Linked DNA regions of Mus musculus: regions 1 and 3 are each linked to region 2. A link is a contact called in public HiChIP or PLAC-seq data. All regions are on one chromosome and are shown on one strand. The core of a region is the stretch at or near the end of the contact, and the rest is flanking DNA. Distances in the headings are between cores, read along the strand shown.

Region 1 (3,470 bases), core at 357-2,856, 66 kb before region 2:
AGCTGTGCTATTTGCTTCCTATCGTGTAAAGGTCATGTGCAGTGAACAGTTCTGTTTTGCAAAATCCTCAGTTTCAGATGAGAATGGTGTTGTTTAGATTTTGTTTAAGTATACAGAAAGATATTCCAGTGTGGTTTAAAGTTGATAGAAGGTCATAAAAATGATACATTTTTTTAAAAGAATGGTTCCATCTTAAACTTGTACCCAATTCAGTTTTATACTATTTTCTTCAAATTTTATTGGTAAATTATGAAATAATTTGAAGTATTTATTTGGAGTGATTTTGAAGCTATTTGGAAACAATTCTTCAATTAGAGAGCTGCTTTAATTTCCTCCTGCATTTTCAGCTAATAGCTAGTTGCTAAGGCTTGGTAGGCATTCTCCCCCATGCCTGCTTCTCTCTTCTTTCCACTGGTAATTTTTTCCATTGTTCATGAGAGCAACATCTTGTATGTAGTTCTCCAGTCTCTGTACAAGGTGAGTATGCTGGACTTCCTTTAAGGACCCTATCACTCCACTCTCTCATTGCAATAAGAACCTATTTCTCCCACTGCCCATTGCCATCACCTTCAGAACCAGTGATGACTCAGAACTCGCCAATTTTAGTCAAAATTTACTACTTGCATTTTCCTGCACAATCTATGGACTACACTCATTGTCCTGATATTTAAGTGTTATTGACTTGATCACTTCTTTTAAAACTTTAAAAATATTAGCCAACATGGCAATGTTGTCACTTACATTATAACACAACCTCTATGCAACTGTTCAGTGGTCCCTGGTTACAAGACAAAATCAGTGTGTGAGGAAACAGAGCAGGAGACATACCCAATGTGAGTAGTCACTACTTGTTAAAAGTTGATCACAGTTGTTAAGTGCATGCATTTTAGCACAACCCTACAGTAAATCTGTATAAAATGTGGGGACTACAAGTGGAACAGAACAAATCACATCACAGAACAAATACATAGTGTGCTGAGGGGAGTCTGGATATGCTCAAAGTGGATGTCCAAGGCCGTGTGTGTGTGTGTGTGTGTGTGTGTGTATGTTTGTCTGTGTGCTTGTGTGTGTATGTGTGTGTGTGTTATAAATGCAGTTCAATTATCTTTCCACTTTTTGCTGATAAGCATAATCAAACTCAACTAGCAGCAACATTCTCATGCTTCTAAAGAGTCATTTCAATTTTGGGCAAAGGCCAATGACCACAACTTTAAATTGCACATTAAAACAGGGTCTATCTCATTTCTGTAGCTGGGATAAGGCACTTTGACCAAAAGTAACTTAGTAGGTAAAAGCTTCTATTTGATTTATGTTGTCAGGTCATAGTCCATCACTGCTGGAAGTCCAGGCAGGAAATCAAAGTCAAGCCTACTTTCTATTTTATGCAGTGTTTCTCTGGACTAGGTAACTAAAGCGCATCCAAGTGAGTACAGCAGAAACTCCAGGGGAAAGGTGCTTCTTGACTCATGGAGGCTCATCCTCAGCTGGCTTCCTCATACAGCTCAGGACCTCCTGTCCAAAAAATTATAACACCCACAGAGGGCTGAGCTCTCCATTGCCAGTTAGAAATCAAGACAATCCCCCACCCACATGGTTACAGGCCAATTTGGTCTAGGGAATTCCCCAGCTGTGTTTCCCTTCTGAGAAATCAAGTGTGTGTGAAGTTGACAGTTGAAGCTAGAATAAGCAGTAACTTGGTTTCAATAAAACTGCATATCTAGCTATCTGATAATGGTTGCTAACATTTAGATCAGTTAACAAAGGTGTAAATAGATTATTTTAAGTACGTAAATTTTTTTGTTTCAGTGTCATGTAATGTAAGACACTAAGTATTGAATGCCAGCCACACATATTATGAACATGAGTTTTGATTCTAAGAATAACATTTGACTTAGACCTTTTGCTTCCTTAACATCACCAGAGAATGTATATGCAAACAACAAATGAGGAAAGGCCCTACCCTGAGGTACTTGGCCAATAAAATAAATGTTTGAAGTCAAGCCATTGCTCATTTCAAAGTCAGTGGATAAATAATGCTTGCCCGTCTGCTGTCTGTGGCAACAACAAAGCTTAGATTGCCTGACAACAGATAGGAACACAAATGTAATATAAAGTTAGCCTTCCAAATTTCATGAAAAACAACAAAAATTAAAACTTATGAAAGGTAAGGACAGAATTATTGGTTTTGAAAAAAATATTCTTACTCAAAACAAACTATTTATTATATTGTATGTTAAGTTTCATTTTATGCCTTACATAGAAAAACAAAATCAAGGAAGATGAAGTTTCATACATCCAAAGCCACATATAATATTATTTATGTACTGAGTCATTCCTAGGGTTGGGCAGAAAGATTTATTATTTTGGCTGAGTTTTGGAGTAGATACAATAAATTTTTAGATAAAGGAGCAACTATGGAAGCAAAATAATATATTTTCAAAATTATAGGTGAGCTAGTATATTATGTACTTTGGAAAAAACATGTTTATTGAGGGAATTTTCATAGACTTTTATAGAGAGGAGAGTTACCAAGACTCTCTATGTCCCATGACTCTTTTTCCTTAGAGCCAAAGTGGGCAGCAGCTATCTCTCTCTTTTTCATTCCATTTTTATTAGGTATTTTATTCATTTGCATTTCAAATGCTATCCTGAAAGTCCCCCATACCACCCTCCCCTACCCACCCACTCCCATTTCTTGGCCCTGGTGTTCCCCTGTACTGGGGAATATAAAGTTTTCAAGACCAAGGGACCTCTCTTCCCAATGATGGCTGACTAGGCCATCTTCTGCTACATATGCAGCTAGAGACCCATAATCAGCCTCCAAAAGCAGACACCATTGCAATATGCCAGCAAGATTTTGCTGAAAGGACTCTGATATAGCTGTCTCTTGTGAGGCTATGCTGGTACCTGGCAAACACAGAAGTGGATGCTCACAGTCAGCTACTGGATGGAACACAGGGCCCCCAATGGAGGAGCTAGAGAAAGTACCCAAGTAGCTAAAGGGGTCTGCAACCCTATAGGTGGAACAACAATATGAACTAACCAGTACCCCAGAGCAGGTGTCTCTTATCAGTCAGGACCTTGCTTGGTTAGTCACCTCTCTTGTGTTGTTTTTTACTGTGTTTCCAAAACTACGAGGAGAAGTGTAGTGAATACTTATTCTTAAAAATGATATTTGTAATCGTCTTCAATTCCCATAATGACAAATACAGAATCAGAGTTTTAGATATAAGGAGCTGTCTTAATTAGGGTTTCCATTGTTGTAAAGAGACACCATAACCAAGGCAACTCTTATAAAGGACAACATTTAATTGGGGCTGGCTTACAGTATCATCATGGTGGGAAGCATGGCATCGTGCAGGCAAACGTGGTGCTGGAGAAAGAGCTGAGAGTTTTACATCTTGATCCAAAGACAGCCAGGGGAGGACTGACTCTTCCACACTGGGTGAAGCCTAAGCATAGTACCCCAA
Region 2 (3,765 bases), core at 1,101-3,600:
TTGGTTGGATCACAGGGCCCCCATTGGAGGAGCTAGAGAAAGTATCCAAGGAGCTAAAGAGATCTGCAACCCTGTAGGTGCAACATTATGAACTAACCAGTACCCTGGATCTCTTGACTCTAGCTGCATATGTATCAAAAGATGGCCTAGTCGGCCATCACTGGAAAGAGAGGTCCATTGGACAGGCAAACTTTATATGCCCCAGTACAGGGGAACGCCAGGGCCAAAAAATGGGAATGGGTGGGTAGTGGAGTGGGGGGGGGGGTGTGAGGGACTTTTAGGATAGCATTGGAAACGTAATTGAGGAAAATACGTAAAAAAAAATCTAGCTTCTATGATTAGATTTCCAAACAATAATTTTTATGCATTCCTAACCTATAATTATAGGGTATAATTCATGGCCTCTAAAATTCTTCCTTTTAGTTATAATAACCTGTGATAACTAGCCTTTCTTTAAAATATAATTCTCAAGTGCTGTGGTATGTATATATCTGTGGCCCCTGATAGGTTAAACCCACATTAGTAGAAATCCCCATATTCAGGAGTATATAGGCTGTACAAATTGGATGGGACAGGTTCTTTATAAAATAAAAGAGGATATGAAGTTAGGGATATGTATGGAGGTAGAATTGGGAGAGTTACAGTAAAAAGCAGGATGCAGATACGATTGAACTCACCAATCATGCTAACCCTGATGGCAAGAAAGCTCCAGGTTTCTGTCTGTCTTTAACTCCCACTATGACTGGGAATCATTTGACTAGGCCTTTTCAGGTGAGTTTTGACCAAAGATCACTATAGGTCTCCTAGAAACTCCAACTGACTTCTTCCCCTTGGTTAATTGAAAAAGCTTGTTTTAAAAATATTTCTTATCGAAAGGACCCAGATGTAGCTGTCTCTTGTGAGACTATGCCGGGGCCTAGCAAACACAGAAGTGGATGCTCACAGTCAGCTAATGGATGGATCACAGGGCTCCCAATGGAGGAGCTAGAGAAAGTACCCAAGGAGCTAAAGGGATCTGCAACCCTATAGGTGGAACAACATTATGAACTAACCAGTACCCCGGAGCTCTTGACTCTAGCTGCATATGTATCAAAAGATGGCCTAGTTGGCCATCACTGGAAAGAGAGGCCCATTGGACATGCAAACTTCATATGCCCCAGTACAGGGGAACGCCAGGGCCAAATAGGGGGAGTGGGTGGGTAGGGGAGTTGGGGTGGGTGGGTATGGGGGACTTTTGGTATAGCATTGGAAATGTAAATGAGCTAAATACCTAATAAAAATGGAAAAAAAAGACTTAAAAAAAATAAAATAAAAATATTGTAAAAATGGTACTCTGCTCAACTTTCAATAGATTGGAGTCAAGGTGTTAACATGAGCCAGTTCATGAGATTAGATTGATGACATTTAACCATTGTCCAGGAAATTTGTCCAGTTTGAAGTGCTAAAATTTCATGTTTATACAGTATTATCTCATAGTTGATAAGGCTGGTTGAACTTTAAGCAAAGCCTATGTGCTTTTCCTGATATAATGATATTTTTGTTTCCCTCTATTAGTCATGATTGTAGTTTGGTTTTAATGTGTAATTTTTTCAGCATATTTCATACAGTCATCATAATTCCTACACAGGCTCTTAAATATTTTAATTTAAAATTACTTCTTTATTAACATCCATGTATTGTCTTATTATTTTTTTTCTAATGTTTAACTATCTCTCTTATTTTTCTCACCATGAAAAGGATGCAGAGACTAATGCCATCAGAAGGATTGCTGCTTTGTGTCTCAGAGAGCTTTTTGTTCTAGTGTCTTCTATGCACTAGAGCACATGAGATAAAGCCCATGACCTCTCCTGAGCCAGCTTTAAATGTTTGGAGGAAGTGGATGTCCACCTTCCTTAACTTCCCAGTGCTAATCATGTGCCTGTTGGCTTATGTTCAGGGGGATGACCTAGTTGTATTTTTGACTGAAATGTGACTTAACAGTTTTTAGCTCAGAGGTGCCTTCTTCTCTAAGTTTGATGAAGTTGGGAGATTTCCAGAAAAGTATCACACTCATGCTGATTTTACTGAATCTTCATTGTTCACATAATAATGGTGTGCAGTGTTTTTCAAAAACATATACCTTATTTTATAAATTCTCTTTACATGTTCCCTTACTCCCTAAATAAATGGCAATGATTTCCTTATATAAAGACATGGTATCAAAAAGTTAAAAGTTAATAGATATATTAACAAAGCACAGTATCACAAGCCACCATATCATAAATAATTTAATTCTAAAAGGATACAAGGGAAGCGGTTTCTCTGTGATGTATAAAAGACTTCCAGTGAGCTGGTGAAATGTCAGCAGGTCAAAGATGATGCAGTGTTCACAGAGAGGATGTGAGAAACCACAAAACAAGGCTGATTCCATGCAGAGAACCAATGAGGACTAGAAATGGGCAGCTGCTTAACATCTCAGATGAACTTGTGTGAAGCAGTTTATTTTTATTTATATGATAATGGAAATAATATTCTTGGGAAGAGGATCTTTCCTTTTGGATCACTGATTTATGTTGTCCAAGCTGTGTTAACTGCTTGTAGTTATCATACTTTCCTGATTGTCTTTAGTTTTTATGTATCTCACATACAGTTTTATGAAAGCCCTTTGTGTACTTCCTTATGGAGATATCCAGCTCTGGTCCAGGCATATGCCTGGTGCCTGCCATGGACCAGTTGAGTATCATAAATGCATTGTGATGAGAGATAGACAGCTACTTTTCAGAGATCCTGTCCCTCTTTTAGAATTATAATACATATTCTCAGCCTCGTATTTCTTGCCTCTCAACTGAACTATTGGAAATACCCAACATTGGCCAGTAAATGCCCAGTCTGTCTCACCCTTCATCTCTCTACTGGATGCACGGGTGACTAAGTACTCTTCAGGTGATATGCAGAGTGTGTGTGTGTGTGTGTCACTAGGTTTCTGAAGGATTTCATTAAGCAGATTCCTTCTTCACCTGCATGTTCCCTTTACACACCAAATTAGATTCTTGAGTAAAGAGCTTAAGTGACTAAACTTTCAAAGTTAACTATCACAAAACACGGTACTACCCAGATAATGGAAGAAATAAATACTGTTCAGTAAGTGTATCTGGGGCCAGCTAGAAGTCAACATGTGCCTTCAATGATGACTATGCAAGCTTTGCCTAATTTTAGGTAGGGCAGCTCTTATTTGAAATAAGAACATCAAAATAAGTATTGAAATATTTAGCATACAGAAGATGCATCTGTTGGTTTTCAACCACAGAACAAAATCCACACCTGGAGTGATAATCAGAAGAATCATGACATCAAACTTCTGCTGGCCACTTCATTTGACACTTCCACTTATTGATGGAAAGGAAATCAGGGCTTAAATAAAATAATGTTGATCAGTAGCTTGTAGGTTTATATTTCACATGATCAATGACTTGAGTTCTAATCTTTATTAGAAAACATTACCACATTTTAGATATCGTTGGGCCAGTTAGAAAGCTCAGTGTGTAAAGGTACTTGATCTCAACTAAGCCTGAGATTGATCCCTGAAAACCACAGAATTGAGAGAACAGAATCTGCAAATTCTCCTCTGATCTCCATGTGCCCAAACACACAGAAATATCCATATGTACACACACAAACACAAACACACACACACACACACACACACACACACACACACACACCACCAAATGTCATAAAATTTAGGAGGAAATGAGTAAGCTAATACTTTATACAGTTGGTCCTACA
Region 3 (3,802 bases), core at 953-3,452, 110 kb after region 2:
ATACATCCATGCATATACACACATGAACACATATATATCCACACATATACACATATGCACACACATATACATGAATGCACACACATCCACACATATACACATATGCACACATATACATACATGCACACATACCCACACATATACAGATATGCACATACATTCCATATATACACACATGTACACACATCCCCACATATACACATATGTATACACATCCACACATATACACACATGCACACACATGCACGCATGCACACACATGCATACAAATATATAAATAATAATATATGAGAACTCACCAGGTGCAAGACAGAGACAAGGAATCCTGTGTGTGTGTGTGTGTGTGTGTGTGTGTGTGTGTGTGTGTGTGTGAGTGTTTGTGTTTGTTTTGAAAGTCCTGTTCCTTTTTTTTTTTGCAAGGATGCGCTGTGCCTTCCAAATATGTGCCTAATTACCACATAGAATATATGCAAGAAGATATGCAGCTGGCTCAGAAGGACAATGATTTATGCAAGGTGTCTAAGCACCCTATGAGTTGGTAGGTGTAAGAATCAGTGTCCATATTTGCTGAGACCAAACCCCACAGCTCCGAGGGAGCTTGTGGCCCATGGTGAACAACATGTGCTTGTGGCCCATGGTGAACAACATGCCAGAGTACATTTAGCAGATGGGACTTCACTGGTGAGATTTCTATTTGGGTGGTTTGGGGATTTTGAAAAATCAAATGCATCTTTCTTGAATTTTTATATGCTTGCTGTAGCATTTAGGTTTTGTTCTGTGACCTTAGCTACAATACACTAATTAAATCACATAGTAGAGAAATGACTTGACTTATTAAATACAAGTTGATTTGGAAAGAAATTTCATTGACAATAAATTGTTGCAAATAAAGATGCACAGAGCTCTGTACTTAGGGACACATCAGAAACCATATATCAAAGAAAGTGGGATTTTGAGAGTAAGAAAATGCATGCAAAATGATATTCTATGATGTTCACATATCATAATATACTAATTGAGAAAGAATTAGAGCTAGTGTGTTTAAATACCATGGCCAGTTCACCAGAAACACCCAAAGTCTCTCTCTCTCTCTCTCTCTCTCTCTCTCTCTCTCTCTCTCTCTCTCTCTCTTTCTCTCTCTGTGTGTGTGTGTGTGTGTGTGTGTGTGTGTGTGTGTGTGTGTGTGTGTGTGTGTGTGTGTACTAGAGAGAGACAGGGACAGAGAATGGGGGTAATATGGGGTGCTGGTTAGGTATGGTTGCTACATGGAAGGAATGGAGTCTGTGAGCCATAGTTGCTAGATTGACTTCTTAAGGCCACTGAAAGGCCCAGTCCTGCAAACACAGTCCCTACAGTGTCATAACATCTGACCAGTCAGGTCAAACTTCCCCCTCTCTCCCTCCTCCTCTCTCTGCCCTGTCCTTACTTCAGGAACAGGGAGGAGAAGAGCCTGGAGCTCCCCCTAGAGGCTAACACACACTTGCCAATTAGAGATGCTGTATTATATATAGCAATGCTAGTGTTTTCAGCCTTGACAATTTAATGATAAATATGCTACTGTAAGCCCTACTTAATACCCTCAAACTTTTGAAGGATAATGTTAAAATGTTCACAGTTGCACCACATTCATAAAATATTAAAGTATTATGCTTAACATAATTTAGTATTTAGTAGTAGAAGTAGTGGTGTGTGTGTGTGTGTGTGTGTGTGTGTGTGTGTGTGTGTGTGTGTGTGTGTGTGTGTGTGAGCTTGTGGATGCCAGAAGCCAATGTCTAGTGTCTTTACCCCTTTGTGATTTGAAAGTTGCTCACTGAACCTGACGCATATCCATTCTGGCCTCTCATTCTGGCCTCTCAGATGGGTGCGGTTATCTGCCTGTTGGATCTTCTCCACTGGGCTTACAGTCATGAATCCTCACACAGGCATGAGTCCTGGGGATCTGCACTCAGGTCCCCATGCTCCTGTAGCATCTACTTTACCAATGAGCCATCTCTCCTAACTCCACTTTTAAATTATTAGTATGTGTTTTTGGGTAGAGCTCTGAGCATTAGTGATTCAGTGTACAGGGACTCTCTAAAGTGGAGTGATAAAGTTTAATTACCTGAGTGATGGGGAGACACGATGCTATGGATTTCCCAGACAGCACATTCATAACTCAATAGGCTGCTTGTCAGCAAAAGCTGCCATGCACAACTGAGCGCATGACTGCTGTGAGAAACGGCTTCCGGCAGGAAATTCCACTCACCAGTACACAGGGGCACCTTGGAAGCTCTCACTTGCTAACATCTCTCAACGACAGATTGTGATGATATTGGTGTTATAAAATCAGTTTACACTTTCAGAGCCATCTCATTGAAAACGAATAAAGAAGAGAAGCAGAAACATTTGTTTTATTTTGTTTCTTTTTTATCCTCTTTTGATTTCTGTCTATTGTGTGCCATTAGCCCCCAAAAGGAGTTTCAGTATTTAACTAGGATTTTAAATAGGATACCAATTTTCCCACTTATTGGAGTAGGCAAGGTGACTAAGCCTGATAATGCTCTTACCACCAAGCTCAAGAGCCCGAGTTCCACCCCTAGGTCCTACATGGTCAAAGGAGGGAACCAACTCCCATAATTTGTCCTCCAACTTTCATATATGGACCATGATATAAGCATCACTACTACATACATAAACTAAATAAATGTGAAAAAGATATATTGGTGAGTCATAAACATATGGTTGGAAAAATGTATAGTATAGTGTATACATGTGCTAATATATGCACACATGAGATTGTGCATATATTAATTGAATATATTAAAATTTATTTTTAAAATAAAAATTTGTATTCATAACATACAAAACATGTCTTAACATATTCATACAGCATAAGCAATACAAATATAATTGCAACTTTAATTTCCCCCGTGTCAATTCTGATGTTGTGGAAAGAAGAGAAAGGGCTCATGTCTCTGCTTTTACTTTCTTTGGTTGTCTTCCTGTCACTAGTTGCCAAGAGCCACTGAGGAAGTATTTGTGACACTTTCACCAACTTGATTAGGCTTTGACCATTGTCTCCCACTGTGCTGTGCAGGAATTCCTGTAATTTATAAGCACACAAAGCAGCCTTTACAAGCAGAGTCACTGAACAGACAAGAAGAAAGAGAAGTACATTGCTTGGCCAAGCAGAGTAAGGAAACCCCTCTCTGGAGAGCTGGACTGAGTACCCCATAAGAAAGGAGTGTCTGCTTCCATTCTTATTGATCACTTCCATGTCTGCTTCCCTTCTTGCTGTACACTTCCATGTCTGCTTCCGTTTATTATTATTATTATTACTATTATTATTATTAAATTTCTTTATTTACATTTCAAATGTTATCCCCTTTCCTGGTTTTCCCTCCAGAAACCCCCTATCAGATCCCTGCTCCCCAACCCACTCACTCCTGCTTCCTGGCCCTGGCATTCCCCTATACTGGGGCATAGAATCTTCACAGGACCAAGGGCCTCTTCTTGCATTGATGACCAACTAGGCCATCCTCTGCTACATATGCAGCTAAAGCCACAAGTTCCACCATGTGTTTTCGTTGATTGGTGGTTTAGTTCCAAGGAGCTCTGGGGGTACTGGTTAGTTCATATTGTTCCCCCTATAGGGCTGCAAAACCCTTTCAGCTTCTTGGGTCCTTTCTCTAGCTCCTTCATGGGGACCCTGTGCTCTGTCCAATGGATGGCTTTGAGCATCCACTTCTGTATTTGTCAGGTACTGGCAGAGCCTCTCAGGAGATAGCTTTATCAGTCTCCTGTCAGCAAGCTCTTGTTGGCA

The links. HiChIP or PLAC-seq counts read pairs in DNA pulled down with a chosen protein or histone mark.
Region 1: a contact with region 2 is called in a BATF HiChIP or PLAC-seq map of CD8 T cells, with 28 read pairs. The contact joins two enhancer-like sites. A contact is called at or near these places in 2 of 15 datasets of contacts at CTCF or cohesin (CD8 T cells and the NIH/3T3 cell line), 1 of 484 Hi-C or Micro-C datasets (CD4 T cells), 2 of 115 datasets of contacts at active chromatin or transcription factors (CD8 T cells and Th17 cells) and 1 of 9 other capture datasets (liver).
Region 3: a contact with region 2 is called in a BATF HiChIP or PLAC-seq map of CD8 T cells, with 14 read pairs. The contact joins two enhancer-like sites. A contact is called at or near these places in 1 of 15 datasets of contacts at CTCF or cohesin (CD8 T cells), 1 of 484 Hi-C or Micro-C datasets (bone marrow-derived macrophages), 3 of 115 datasets of contacts at active chromatin or transcription factors (CD8 T cells, a beta-TC-6 cell line and memory CD8 T cells) and 1 of 9 other capture datasets (liver).

What each region holds. Positions count from the first base shown.
Region 1 is chr8:81,634,780-81,638,249 of GRCm38.p6, forward strand. All of the region lies in intron 2 of Inpp4b (inositol polyphosphate-4-phosphatase, type II), which reads left to right. Among named protein-coding and RNA genes, the nearest start is that of Gm51582, 290 kb to the left of the region's middle. Within about 2 kb of position 1,607, at least 33 of the 459 cell types and tissues checked have an H3K27ac peak or open chromatin away from gene starts, as enhancers often do. A contact at or near this core is called in CD8 T cells and Th17 cells, where this site is marked.
Region 2 is chr8:81,699,866-81,703,630 of GRCm38.p6, forward strand. The region is part of intron 2 of Inpp4b (inositol polyphosphate-4-phosphatase, type II); the gene reads left to right. Among named protein-coding and RNA genes, the nearest start is that of Gm51582, 360 kb to the left of the region's middle. Within about 2 kb of position 2,351, at least 26 of the 459 cell types and tissues checked have an H3K27ac peak or open chromatin away from gene starts, as enhancers often do. A contact at or near this core is called in CD8 T cells and Th17 cells, where this site is marked.
Region 3 is chr8:81,805,564-81,809,365 of GRCm38.p6, forward strand. All of the region lies in intron 7 of Inpp4b (inositol polyphosphate-4-phosphatase, type II), which reads left to right. Among named protein-coding and RNA genes, the nearest start is that of Gm25267, 350 kb to the right of the region's middle. Within about 2 kb of position 2,203, at least 36 of the 459 cell types and tissues checked have an H3K27ac peak or open chromatin away from gene starts, as enhancers often do. A contact at or near this core is called in CD8 T cells, where this site is marked.